2 separate regions of the Sus scrofa genome follow, and region 2 is linked to region 1. Evidence: chromatin contacts called from public HiChIP or PLAC-seq data. All regions are on one chromosome and are shown on one strand. The core of a region is the stretch at or near the end of the contact, and the rest is flanking DNA. Distances in the headings are between cores, read along the strand shown.

Region 1 (6,341 bases), core at 2,207-4,706:
TAACAAACCTGGAAGAGCTGGAGGTGGACGACTGGGAGTTCTGAGCCTCCGAAGAAGGTGCGCGTCCTCATCCCAGGCCGTGAACCTCCAGGGACCCTTCCCAAGGGCTGGCCACATCCCCACACGCCTGGGTGCAGCCTGGGGAAAGGATATTTCTGCCAGGAGAGTTGGCTGCTTACTGACTGGGAAGGAAACTCCTGGAGAGAAACTTGGCATTACTGTTCCAAGGCTTTTGAGACACAAGGGAGCCCCAACAACCAGGGCTCGGGAGGGGCCGGAAAGCTGACGTTCCCAGGCCTGTGAGCTCAGGTGACCTGACTTGTTCAGAAGGAAGAGATGCTGCTCCGGCCTGGGGGCTGAAGTCCAAGCCCAGGACTTAAGACACCCACCCAGAGCTGTAAGACTTCTTCCCACTCTAGCTCTCCTACCAGCCTAGTTCCATTTTTTGCCTCTGCTCTCGGATCCTATAGGTCCATGGAGGGGCAAGCAATAAGACCCCCTCCCCTCAGACCTCTTCCTAATAACTGAAGGGAAGGGTATTTTATTTTATTATTTTTTTTTTTCTTTTGAAGCACTAGGTGAAAGCTGAGGTAGGCCGTCATCATCCCCCTTTTCGCTTGGGCCCTGATACCTAAAACCTTCCGTTGGTTCATCTGTGGAGCTCATTCCTTTCCCACCAAGAGTCCATCTTGCTGCCTCCTGCCAGCTGCCTCAGTGCTTCCTCCAGGGGCCATAATGTCTTGCCTCGCCTGAGGGCCAGTGCTTCTGCTGTGTTAGTTTACTTGCCAGAACAAATTAAAATTTCCAGAGAGTCCACTGGAGAGTGATGTGTGTTGGCCACGCAGGCTTGGACATGAGTCATCCCGCCCTGGGTTCTGCCATCCGAAGAAGAGCGTGATCCCACCAGTGCTGTGGGAACACGGCAGTGACCTCTTTCATTAGCTAGACAGCCTTGCAACACACACATTTCTGTTAAAACCCGTAATAGATTTGTCTCTTAACTCTCTAATGTTGAAGCCATTAATTTTAGCCTGTGGCCAGCAAACCACCTTGCGGCTGGAAATGTCGAAGTGCTGGAGACCAGCCCCTCCGCAGGACCTGTTGCAGGGCCACTGGAGTCCAGGCAGAAGAGGCTCAGCTTTGGCAGGAAAGGAGGTGGAGGACTTTGTTTTGTAACGAGATGCATGGTGTCTCCTTACCGTTGGAAGTAATATTCAAAGAGCAGGTAACCTAAGAACCAGCCGGCCCCTCTCCATCATGCTGGCTGGCGGCCAGGGGATGATTCTCACCTCTCTCTCCTCTGTGGTGCTTCCCAGCAGCCGCCCCAGCACCCCCGGCCAGTCCGTGCAGGGTGTGTGCTCCTCTCTAGCTCAGGCACTTCAGATGTCAGATCAAGGAAGTGCCCCTCCCTCTCCCTTGTAGCTGCTTTGACCCATCTGATGCCCTCACTTTCCTCAGAAATTCTAACACCAGTTTCAAAAATGGAAAACCTCTTCCCTTGGGCAGTCGCAGGGATGGACGAGAAGGGAATGGCCCCAGCGGTGAGGGAGTGGGGAACCTGACATGGCGGAGGGAGGACAAGGCCAGGTCACGTTTATTTCCAACCGTCCCACTCAGCTCATGTGTGGTTTTTTTTTTTTTCTTTAAACCTCAAGTTCCCTTTTGTTAACACCATTATCAGCTTGTTTTCTTTCCTCTGAACCGCTTGCTTCACCTTGCTGTTAGCTCATCCTCAGCGCCCAGAGTGCTGCTTCCGTGGGCTCCACCCCGCCCTTCAGCCCGGGAACGTCCTGGGCGGGCCGGGGCCTGGGGCCGGGCGGCCGGGGAGTGCCCAGGTGCCAGCCCCGCGCAGCGCAGCTTGTGCCTCCGGGGCCTTCGTCACCTTTCCTGCCTCAGCACAGCCCCTGGGAGAACCTGACGACAGGTGTGGGCGCCTGGCCGGGAAAGATGCTGCCCGGGGCGGGTTTTAGGAGTCTCTCCCCCACACCCGCCGGGGGCCTGCAGCTCAGCCCCAGCGGAAAGCTTCCTGCGGAGAGGGCCCGGAGGCTGAGGAGGAAAGCCAGGCGGGGCGCGGGCGCTGAGGGAGCCGAGGGAGCGGCTGGGGGCTGGGGGCGCCTGTCGCCTCCCGCACTCCCCCGCCAGGCGCCGGGGGCGCCGCGCTGTTCTGTTCCCTGACAAGCGTGTGGGCTGCGCTCTGGAGCCGCCAGTTCTATTCCTGCCACACTGTGGAAACAAGCTATGTTTAGGGCTGTGCTTCGCGCAACAGCTTCCAGCCTGGCATCAGGCACAGCCCAGCAGTCCCTGGTGCCCAGCGGGCAGGTCCCTGGGGTCCTCGCAGAGGCTGTGTTCCCCGCAGGGCCGAGGCTCTGCTCCACAGGTTCCTCCTACGTGCCTCAGACCTGCTGCAGCGCGTGCCGGAGCCCAGGCAGCGGGCTAGGCCAGAGGGCAGCGCGTCAGGAGCCGGGTCGGGGTCAGAAGCCCTGGCCTCTCATGCCAGCCCTGCTGCTCCAGCTTTGGTACTTGGAACAAGTCACTTCACATCCTCAGGTCTCACCCCCCTGTGTCAAGTGGTGTTTGCATGAGCCCAGGTTCGCTTTTTATGAAGGCTGGGAATCTTTCTCTGAAAGAGGTAACCTCACTTCTCTCAGGGGCGGGGGATGACTAAGCCCACAAAGCCCAGGAACGGAAGCGCGGCGGCCGCCCCTCTGGGCGCCAAAGGCGCAGCCTCCCGGGCCCCGGTCTCCGGGGCGGCGGGAGAAGGCTGGAGGGCTGCTGGCCGAAGGAGACTGAACATCGCGGCCCCGGGACCCTCCCTGCGGCGCGGGCCAGGCCTCGCCGCCTCGCGTGGCTGTACCGCGTGCCCGGCCGCTCTGCCTTCTTGGCGGCCGCGCAGGCGCCCCTGGCGTCGGGAGGCCTCCGCGCGCGCGCGAGGGGGCGTGGGAGAGGCGCGGGGTCGCTGGGCGGGCCTCCGGGCCGCCCCCGCGGGTCCTCCGTGCAGCAGGGCCCCTGGAGCGGGAAAATGGAAGCTGCCAGAGGCCCAGGCGCGCCTGGTTATTGTTTTCCGCCGCGGGGGCCTCGCCGGGAGCGCCGTTCATCCCGCGACCCCAGCGTCTCCACCTGGGCTTGCCCCCGCCCCGAGGCCTGCGATGCGGACCCTCGGGCTCGGGTCCCTGCCTCCGTCCGGAGCGGGCCGACGGGGCGGCCGGTTTCGCGAGGCTAGCGAGCGCGAAGCCTTTGGGCGGTGCGGAGCGCCAAAGAGCGCGGGGTCGACGCGGGGGTAGACAAAGGCGAGGGACGCCGAGTGAGGGGAAGACAAAGCGCAGAAAGGGGTCGGCGGCGGCGCGGGGCCCTGGAGGCGGCTCTGGGCGCGGCGGAGCCAATGGGCGGGCGCGGGGCGGGGGCCGGCGGGGGCGGCGCCGTGATAAGGCGCTGGCGGCCGCGGCCGCTCAGGGACCACTGGCAACGGCGGCGGCTCGTTCCCGCGCGCTCCTCGCACCCGCGGCGTCCCCCGGAGACCGACCCCCGCCCCTCGGCACAGGCCGGGGCCCGGTGAGACTCGCGGGCGGGCCGGGGGAGGGGCCGGCATCCGGCTTGCAATCCCGGCGGCCCAGGTGGGGGCTGCGGACGCTGGGGCCGCCGCCCACGGGGTCCCAACGCCGAGCGCTTCAGCCCGTCGCTCTCGCCCGGGGCTGCGAGGCCAGCGTGCGTCCTTCGGGTCGGGCCTCTGGGCCGGGGCGGGGCAGGGGTGCCCTCGGCTGGGTCCGCAAGGGTCCTGAGAGTGGGGGCCGGGGCCGAGGAGCGCGGCGCGCGGGCGGCGGCTTGGCCGCGCCGGGCGGGTGGCCCAGCCCGCGAGCGCTGTCCAGGGGCTGGGCTGGTGGAGCGGGCAGTGCTCGGCCCCGAGCTGGGTGGCGTCGAGCTGGGGTCAGCCCTGGCCCGGCCCGCTCTCTGCTGACCTCCTCTCGCGCCAGGCGAGGTCAGAGCTCGCGGGGCGCTCGGGCGGCTGCGCGGAGCCCTTCCCCCAGCCGCTGCCGCTGACTCTGTTCTTCCCCCGACACATGGTTCCACTCAGGGACCCCTGTTCCCTGGGGAGCTGCGTGGGGGCGGGCTGGCCAAGGGGGGCGGCGGGTGGGTGAGGGGCGGAAGTGGCAAGACCCAGAGCAACAGGAAATGACTTAGGGAAAGTCCCAACCACAGCCCCCCAGCCCCCTGCTGTAAACACCCCCACCCCCACCCTGCGAGCTGGGGAAGGGCTTGTGGGGCCCTCCCAACCGACTTCCCCTTGCAGAACCCTGCGGGTGCCGCGTCTCCACCCGGCGCCTCCATCGCCTCCAACGAGCCATGTTCCAGGCTGCAGGAGCCGCCCAGGCCACCCCTTCTCATGTAGGTGATCAGCCGGGTGGGAGGGCACTCCATCCCCGCAGGTGTCTGGCCTGGGGGTGAACGGGTGAGGAGCAGCCTGTCTCCCTTCCCCTCCTTGATTAAGTGTCCCTGGGATCTGGTCTGGTGATGGTCGTGGGAGGGGGGCCCTTCCTCAGCTGACCCTGCCCCACTGCCCTCTCCCTCAGGAAACCAAAGGCGGCGGAGGAAGCAGTACCGTGCAGCGCTCCAAGGTAGGGCCCTGCGTCTGGCGTGTGCGGGGAGGAAGGGATGGGGGTGGTCAGGTCCCTGATGGAGTCTCTCCTGGAACAGTCCTTCAGCCTCCGGGCCCAGGTGAAGGAGACCTGCACTGCCTGCCAGAAGACTGTGTACCCCATGGAGCGGCTGGTGGCTGACAAGCTCATTTTCCACAACTCTTGCTTCTGCTGCAAGCACTGTCACACCAAGCTCAGGTGCGCCCTTTCCCTACCCCCGCCCTGGCCTTCCGGTCCTGCCCTGTCCTGACCACAGCTGTTCTGCTTCTGCAGCCTGGGCAGCTATGCAGCGCTGCATGGGGAATTTTACTGCAAACCCCACTTTCAGCAGCTGTTTAAGAGCAAAGGCAACTACGATGAAGGCTTTGGCCGGAAGCAGCACAAGGAGCTCTGGGCCCACAAGGAGGTGGACTCCGGCACCAAGACAGCCTGAGGCCCCTCTGGCAGTCCCCTCCCTCCTCCCTCCATAGAGGGCCTGGAGCGGGCAGTTGGAAGGGTGGGAGATTGGACCTTGGGCTTGGTTGGGGCAGGGTGGGAAGGGGATGAGGCCATCTTGCTCAGGCAGGGTTATGGGGACAGGGCTTTGCTCCAGGATTTCTTCTTCTCCCTCAGTAGGCCGGGGTTTGGGAACCAGGATTGGGCTTTGCTCAGCACCCTGCTTCCTGCTTCTTTCAGCCTACCCCACTTCACCCCGTGGCCCCCTTGGGAGGCCCCCAGATTCAGCTTCCCTATCTAGGTGCCTTTTCTCCAGCAAGGAGTCAGCATGCCCTCCTCAGGGTCCTGAGCTCCTCACTGCCACCTGGGGCCCTGGGCAGCCCCCACGTCTCCCCATCTACCTCTGCCCTTAGCCTGGTCCTGAGCCATGGAGAATGGAGGAAGGTGAGCCAGGGTGCGCCCTGCTGGGCCTCTCCAGGTGCCCACCAGGACCCCCCCCCCGGGGAGGGGCGGGAAGGGGAGCAGCCCTGCCCCCCCCCCCAAAAAAAGGTGAGGCAGGGCATGCCCATGTGGGCCTGGGACCATCTTGCACCGCTGAAGAAGCAGAAGCTAAAGCATCCGCCAGGCTGAGAGCCACAAAGACTGGCGGGGAGCTGGCAGGGCCATGCTCCCTCTTCTCCTATTTCTGTTGGTTCTGACTGTTGTGATCAAACCTGTTTTAAAACATGTTTCAACAGATCCTGACTCTGTATTATGTGGCCGGATGGGGGGCTTTGTGACAGGAAGGACACAGACTTGAGGTGACAGGGTCAGCCCAGAGCACGGTGGCTTTGGTGGTGGGGTGTGGCGGTGATGGGTGTCAGAGGCCTATCAGGCAGCCTGAGAAAGGGGGTACGCTTCCCAGGCAGGTCTCCATGCTTTCAGACCCAGTGTTTGCTGACTGAAACTGCTCCTCACCCTTGGGAAGGTCAGGCTGGCAGTGGGTGATGGGGCCAAGCCTTACTGCGCTTGAGGATGTGGGGGTGTGAGACAGAATCTTTTTGCCGAACCCTGCTCTGGACCCCCTGTGCCCTGGGAATCAGGAAGGTGTGGTGGGAACAAGCAGATCCAGTAAGTTCTGTCAGAGGTCTCCCAGTCTGTCCTCTTCCTCCTGCTTTTTCAAGCTCCAGGGAATGGGGCAGCCGTGGTCACCATCCCAAGTAGACTAAAGAGAGACAGCTCATCTGCTCCTCTGAGGGATAAGTTTCCAGCAGAGCAAACAAGCCAAGCTTGGAG
Region 2 (6,215 bases), core at 292-2,791, 73 kb after region 1:
CAGGGCAAAGAAAACATTAATGTTCTGCTCTTCACAGATGCAATCAATGGCTTTGCAAATAATCGTTTTACTCAAGTCTACCACTTGATTGTTTAGGACGATATCAAATTGCAAAACTTGCCGCTGAAGACAACGATATCAAAAGATTCAACAAGAGAAGCAAAGCACATCTAAAATGTTATCTGCTACTTAATCTAGTCCAATAGTCATTTGCTAAATTACCAAAAAGGACGTGAAATATAATTCAGTTCAAATGCTGCGTGTGGAAGACATTAAAAGCTTTTCTTAGATTACATCTTCACAACAGAAATTGCAAATACCGATTAAAAAGGAAATGCTTTCACAGAGATTGTGTAGTGAACGTTTCTCTCTAAAGTTACATAATTTCAGGAATACCGTTAGATTAAAATAATGGACGTAAAACACTGCAACAAGATTTTTCAAAAGTAAAATGTGTATTATAACTGGCAGTCCGCGGCCAATTTCTAACCTCCAGCAACCTGCGTGCAGCTCGCTTTTCTCAACCGCGCGGTTGATAAGGTTGATAACTGTGATTGCGGTTTTAATAACCTCCTAGCCTATCTCCCTGCATGCCCCCCCTCGGCGCACCCCCACCCCCGCGCTCTGGGGAGCGCACAGGGCTCGAGAGCAAGCCCCGGGAACTCTCACAGGCCGGCCTGTGTGAGCAAAGGGAAGGAAATGACACAGGCAGGAAAAAAAAGCAAATCAAGGAAAAGACACAACAGCAGCTGGGCCTGCACCAGCCTCCAGCCCGGGCCCCACACTGCGCTCGCGCTCCCCCGCCCTCGGGCTCGCGGTCCGGCTCGTTTGGGCCGAGCGAGCTGCCCCGCCGAACATGGGCCCTCGACCCGCCGCCGCTTCCCCGGGGTGCGCCAGCCGCGCGGCCCGGAAGGAGGCTACGGAGTGGGCTCTGCCGGGCAGGACCGCCCGCGCGGGCCGGGGAAGCCAGAATCCCCGCCCCGGCCGAGGAACCGCTGAGCCGCGAGCGCGGCGGGCGGGCGGGCGGGCGCCGGCGGTCCACAGCCCGGGTCGGGCGGGCTGTCCATGCCTGTCAGGCGGCGGCCCAGGGTCCTCCTCCCCTCAGCCCGGGGCGGGGCGACGCGAAGCAGCGCGGGCACAGGCCGGGGCGGTGGCGACACTCACCCATGGTGGCGATGGCGGCGGCGGCGGCTAGGGCCCGAGTGTCACCTCCGCAGCCGGGGCTGCATGCCGGGGGCCCGGGCGGCGGGGACGGCAGCGGGCCTGGCTCCGCGCGGGGGGCGCGGGCTGCACTCGGGGCCCCCGCCGCCTCCCCAGGCTCCGGCTCCGGCTCCGCCCGCGACCGGGCGCTGTGGCATGGGCAGGGTGGCCCGCTACATCCCCGGCTCTCCTCGGCTCGGCCCAGCCCGGCCTCGGCGGCGCCGCTCGGCCCGCCCGCCAGCTAGTCCCTCAGTCCCGCAGTCTCTCCGTCCGGCCACCGTTCTCCACCTCAGGAACGCTCCGAAAAACAAACCGCTGGTCGCGCAGCTCGCCCCCTTGTCTGTCACTCATCGCAGCGCCCGCCAATCCCAGGCATTCGCTGGGCCTTGGTACCACCCCTCCACTCACTTCACCAGCCAATAACAAGGAGGAAGTGCTGCCCCCGCCGCCCCATCTCCCCCAGCTCTCTCCAACACCCCACTTTCAGCCGCCAGCTAATCATCAGCACCACTCAAAGAACCAATCCCGCCTACTCTCGCAGGATACCAATAGTCGAAGCCAAGGAGGTTTCCGAGGGCGGGCTACCATCTGCCAATCATAGAAACATTGTCTCGTTCACTCCGCTGCTAGCCAATCGCGTAGAGGGTTCCGAGCACCCTCCTCTGCGCATCCCTAGCAGGCTGGCCCCCTCTCTCCCGGGAGGTGTTGGTTGTTCCAATCACAGCTAATGCTTGAGGCTCCGCCCACACGCCCACCTCCCGTCAGTCAGCGAAGGCTCCACTGGCGCGCGGGCTGGCGCTGTTCCCCGCCTGCTGCTTTGGTGCTGGAGTTTGGGAACGAGGCTAGAGGGCCCCCTTGGCCTCCCGCCGTCCGGCTCTCGGCGGTCCCTGAAGTTGACGTCCTTCTCCCTGTGCCCACACTAGGCGCGCAATAAGCTCTGAGTGCTTCCCTGCGTGTGGCCATATCTGCCGCCGGGCACTGGCCAGTCCTCCAGACGCTGCGCAGGAGTGGCTTACCACTGCCCGCCTTTTTCTGTTTCTCACACCTCGAGGGCTATACATACACTCCAAGGAGCTAGGGTAGTGCCGGAAAGCGAACCTTAGGAATCTGCTGGCCAACGGCTGAAACTACTAAGTGGCGAGGTCAAAGGGGTTCTTTCGGGAAGAAAAAAAAAAATTTCTGGTCATAAAAGCAACACAAGCTCTTTGTATCAAAAAATATTTTAAATGAAATAAAAATTCCACCTCAGGATATTTTATCTCTTTCCTATCTAAATATGCAACGTTTGACAAAAATGGCTTCATACTGTTTTGTAGTGTGCTTAACATATTTTCCCGTGCCTCTGAATATTGTTTTAAAACAATTGTACTGACTGCGTATTTCAAAAGAGTGCCCATAACTAATTTTCCCAACCCGCATTGTTCAACATGTTATACACCCAGATCTTCAGAGTCTATAAGTCCACCACAATTAATACAGGCTCCCTTCCTTTGGTTCCTGCTTAAAGTGTAATGTAATCACTTTAATCAAGGGCGCCAGAATCATCTTCCTCTGGTGCCATTTTCAACTGTAAACTAAGAATCTTTAGTGGAGACGGCCTTGGGTGTCAAATCTCTTGAGGATTACCTTAGACTTCCCTCTTTCTTTAGGACCACCTCCCCACCCCACCCCACCCCCATATTTAATCAGGCCTCTTGTCTGCTGAGTTTTTTGGGTTTTTTTTCTTTCAGGAAGCTTTTAAGTCTGTCATTTTCTCACTTAATTAGATCCCTACCCAGTTTATTGCAGTTCCTTAACTATAATAATCTCTTTTCTAGGAAGGGAAGGTAAAGGGGAGAGAATTAATATTTATGAATCATTTTCCATACGCCAGCCACATCATCTCATCTTTTCAATAACTCTGAAGTAAATAGTAATTGTATTTGAAAGACGAAAGTTACATTCAGAAGTTCCCATTGTGGCTTAGTGGGACTAATATCCATGAGAAGGGACATTTCGATACCTGGCTCCGTCCACTGAGTTAAGGATCCGGTGTTGCCAGTGAGCTGTGGTATATGTCACAGGTGCAGCTCGGATCTGGCATTGCTGTGGCTGTGGCTGGCAGCTGCAGCTCCAATTTGACCCCTAGTCTGGGAACTTCCATATGCTGTGGGTGCGGCCCTAAAAACATACACACACAAAAGTTCAGAGAGGTTAAGGACCATGTCCAAGAGGTAGAGCCAGGATACCTATCAGGTCTGACACCCAAATGTCATGTTCTTTTTACAGCCATACCTGCAACATATGGAAGTTCCCAGACTAGGGGCTGAATCAGAGCTGTATGTCTGCCCTATGCCAAAGCCAAGACAATAGTGGATCCAAGCTGCATCTGTGACCTACCCACAGCTCACGGCAATGCTGGATCCTAAAAGGCTGTGATCTTGCACTGACCAAAGTTTCTCAACTGTTTTTTTATCACTACCCCCACAAGAAAAAAAATTTTAACTACTTAATTAAATTCTCCCTAATGAGAGAAATTAAATACTAAGGAATGAGGTTTTTGTCAGGTAGGGTTGAGCTTTGAAGGTGACATCCTATATAATATCTAAGATATTTTTCAATCCTTTTTTGGAAATCCTGTTGTGGCTCAGTGGTTGAGGACCCGACGTCTCTGTGAAGATGTGGGTTTGATCCCTGGCCTTGCTTGTTAAGAATCCGGGTTGCCGCAAGCTGTGGCATAGGTCTAAGATGCAGCTTGGATCCAGTATTGCTGTGTCTGTGGCATTGGCCCCAGCTACAGCTCTGATTCGATCCCTAGCCCAGGAATTTTCAATACACGTATTCCAGGTGTGGCTGTAAAAAGAGAAAAAAAGAATCATTTTTCATCCTGTTGGGGATATCACCCCTGTTGAGAATGTGTGTAAGAGGCCAGTGCTTGAGGTCACAATCTGCCAGTCTGAGGCTCAGATCTGACTCTTAATTTCATTGGGCTATGGAATGATATTTATGCCACTGGAAATCTAGTAACCACTCCATTGCCTGTATTCAAAAGTCTATTCAGTAGCTTCTCTTAGAATGTCTAAAATACGTCTCCAATTTAATATGTTTTATACTGACTCTTGATTCTCCCCACTTGCCCCAAAACCTTGCTCCTGTTTTCCCCGTTGTTAAAATACAAACCTAGGAGGAGTCTTCCTTGGTTTCACTCTTCCCCGAACATCCCTATATCCAATCATTCAGCAAGTCTTCAGCACTCCTTACAAAATACACCTGGATCCAACTACTCCTCAGCATGTCCACTCTAGTGCAAGCCACCACCCTCTCTACTGGATGACTACCCTTGCTGCCCAACTGGTCTGTTTCCTCTGTGGCCACCCAACAAAGGCTTCTCTGCACAGTTGCCAGAGTGATCCTTGTAAAATGTAAACTCAGACCATGTCATTCCCCTGCTCGAAATTCTCCAATGGCTTCCCATCCCACTTAGAATAGAACCCAAACTCTGCCATGGCTTTCCAGGTACAACAGGAGCTGGCCCCAGCCACCCTCTCCTACCTCTTCTCTCCCACTCCCTTAATCACTATCCTCCAGCCACGCTGCCTTTTTTTTTTTTTGTCTTTTTAGGGCCGCACTCATGGCGTATGGAGGTTCCCAGGCTAGGGGTCTAACCGGAGCTGTTGCTGCCGGCCTACACCAGAGCCACAGCAATGCCAGATCCGAGCCACGTCTGTGACCTACACCACAGCTCCTGGCAATGCTGGATCCTTAACCGACTGAGTGAGGCCAGAGATCGAACCTGAAACCTCATGGTTCTTAGTCAAATTCGTTTCTGCTACACCACATCAGGAACTCCTACAATGCCTTCTTACCATACCCGAACCTACCAAGCTCAGGACCTCTCACCTCAGGACCTTTGCACTTGCCATTTGTTCTCCCTAGAATGCTCTTTCCTAAGAGGTTCCTAGGGCTAATTCTGCACTTCATTCAAGACTCTGCTCAAATATCAACTCTTCAGAGTGCTCGACTACCCCCACACAAAACGGCCTCTCTCCCCTCCATCATTCTGTATTTCCATATTATACCTTATTTTTCTTCATAGTGCCTGAAATGATATACTTATTTTTCCTTCCTCCAACTATAATGAACATAAGCCATGTAGGAGCAGGGATTTCATTCCTGTTCACTGATCTATCACCAGCATGTAGAATAGTGCCTCACACATAGTAGGGAACTGCAATGCAACTCTACATAAGTCTTTAGCTGAAGAGTCTTCCCAGCAACTGCTTTCGTTGAAGGCTTCATTTCCATAGTTTATCTCTTAGTCAGCCATCTCCAACACTTCCATGCTACAGAAAGTACTGATCCCATCAGGGAGCCAATCACACACCAGCTGCACAGTTTCCTTTTTTTCTTTCAAGAGCACAGGACACGTGACAGGGAACAACAAATACAAATGAATAAATTCCCTTAAGGGACAGCTCAATGAAATTTGCTGTAAAAAAAACAACCCAAAAATCCTATCACCTGATTTGATGAATATTCTTTTAATTCAGATGTAAAGTGGAATATATTCAGATTACCAGTTGGACCAGTTTATCTGCATTGTTAAGGAATGAGGTACACAGAAGATTTTTACATCTTACATTTTTATATATTGACATTTACTTCTAAAGAAAAATTGCTTTTCCTTTTGAAATTCCACTTCTATAAATTTATCCTAAATAGTCTGCAAGAGAGTAATGCTAAAGAATGTTCATCAAAAAAAGAATATTCAGAGTTCCCGTTGTTGTGCAACAGAAATGAATCTAACCATTTAGATTCAACTTCTAGCCATGAAGTTGCGGGTTTGATCCCTGGCTTCACTCAGTGGGTTAAGAATCTGGCCATGAACTGTGGTGTAGGTCAAAGATGTGGCTTGGATCCCCCGTTGCTGTGGCTGTAGTGTAGGCCAGCAGCTGTAGCTGTGATTCAACCCCTAGCCTGGGAACCTCTATATGCCACAGGTGTGGCCCTAAAAAGCAAAAAAAAAAAAAAAAAAA

The links. HiChIP or PLAC-seq counts read pairs in DNA pulled down with a chosen protein or histone mark.
Region 2: an H3K27ac HiChIP or PLAC-seq map of alveolar macrophages shows a contact between it and region 1. The contact joins the promoter of MAP3K3 here to the promoter of LIMD2 in region 1. A contact is called at or near these places in 7 of 47 Hi-C or Micro-C datasets (alveolar macrophages, blood, embryonic fibroblasts and 2 more) and 2 of 2 datasets of contacts at active chromatin or transcription factors (alveolar macrophages and skeletal muscle).

Annotation. Positions count from the first base shown.
Region 1 is chr12:15,221,894-15,228,234 of Sscrofa11.1, forward strand. It overlaps LIMD2 (LIM domain containing 2), which reads left to right and starts at 3,457. Exons shown (of 5, transcript NM_001244711.1): 1 at 3,457-3,549; 2 at 4,286-4,380; 3 at 4,566-4,610; 4 at 4,690-4,829; 5 at 4,905-5,804. The coding sequence starts at 4,339. The coding sequence ends at 5,064. STRADA (STE20-related kinase adapter protein alpha) reads left to right here. Exons shown (of 11, transcript XM_021066785.1): 11 at 1-816. The coding sequence ends at 44.
Region 2 is chr12:15,297,243-15,303,457 of Sscrofa11.1, forward strand. It overlaps MAP3K3 (mitogen-activated protein kinase kinase kinase 3), which reads right to left and starts at 1,542. Exons shown (of 17, transcript XM_003131293.6): 1 at 1,165-1,542. The coding sequence starts at 1,168.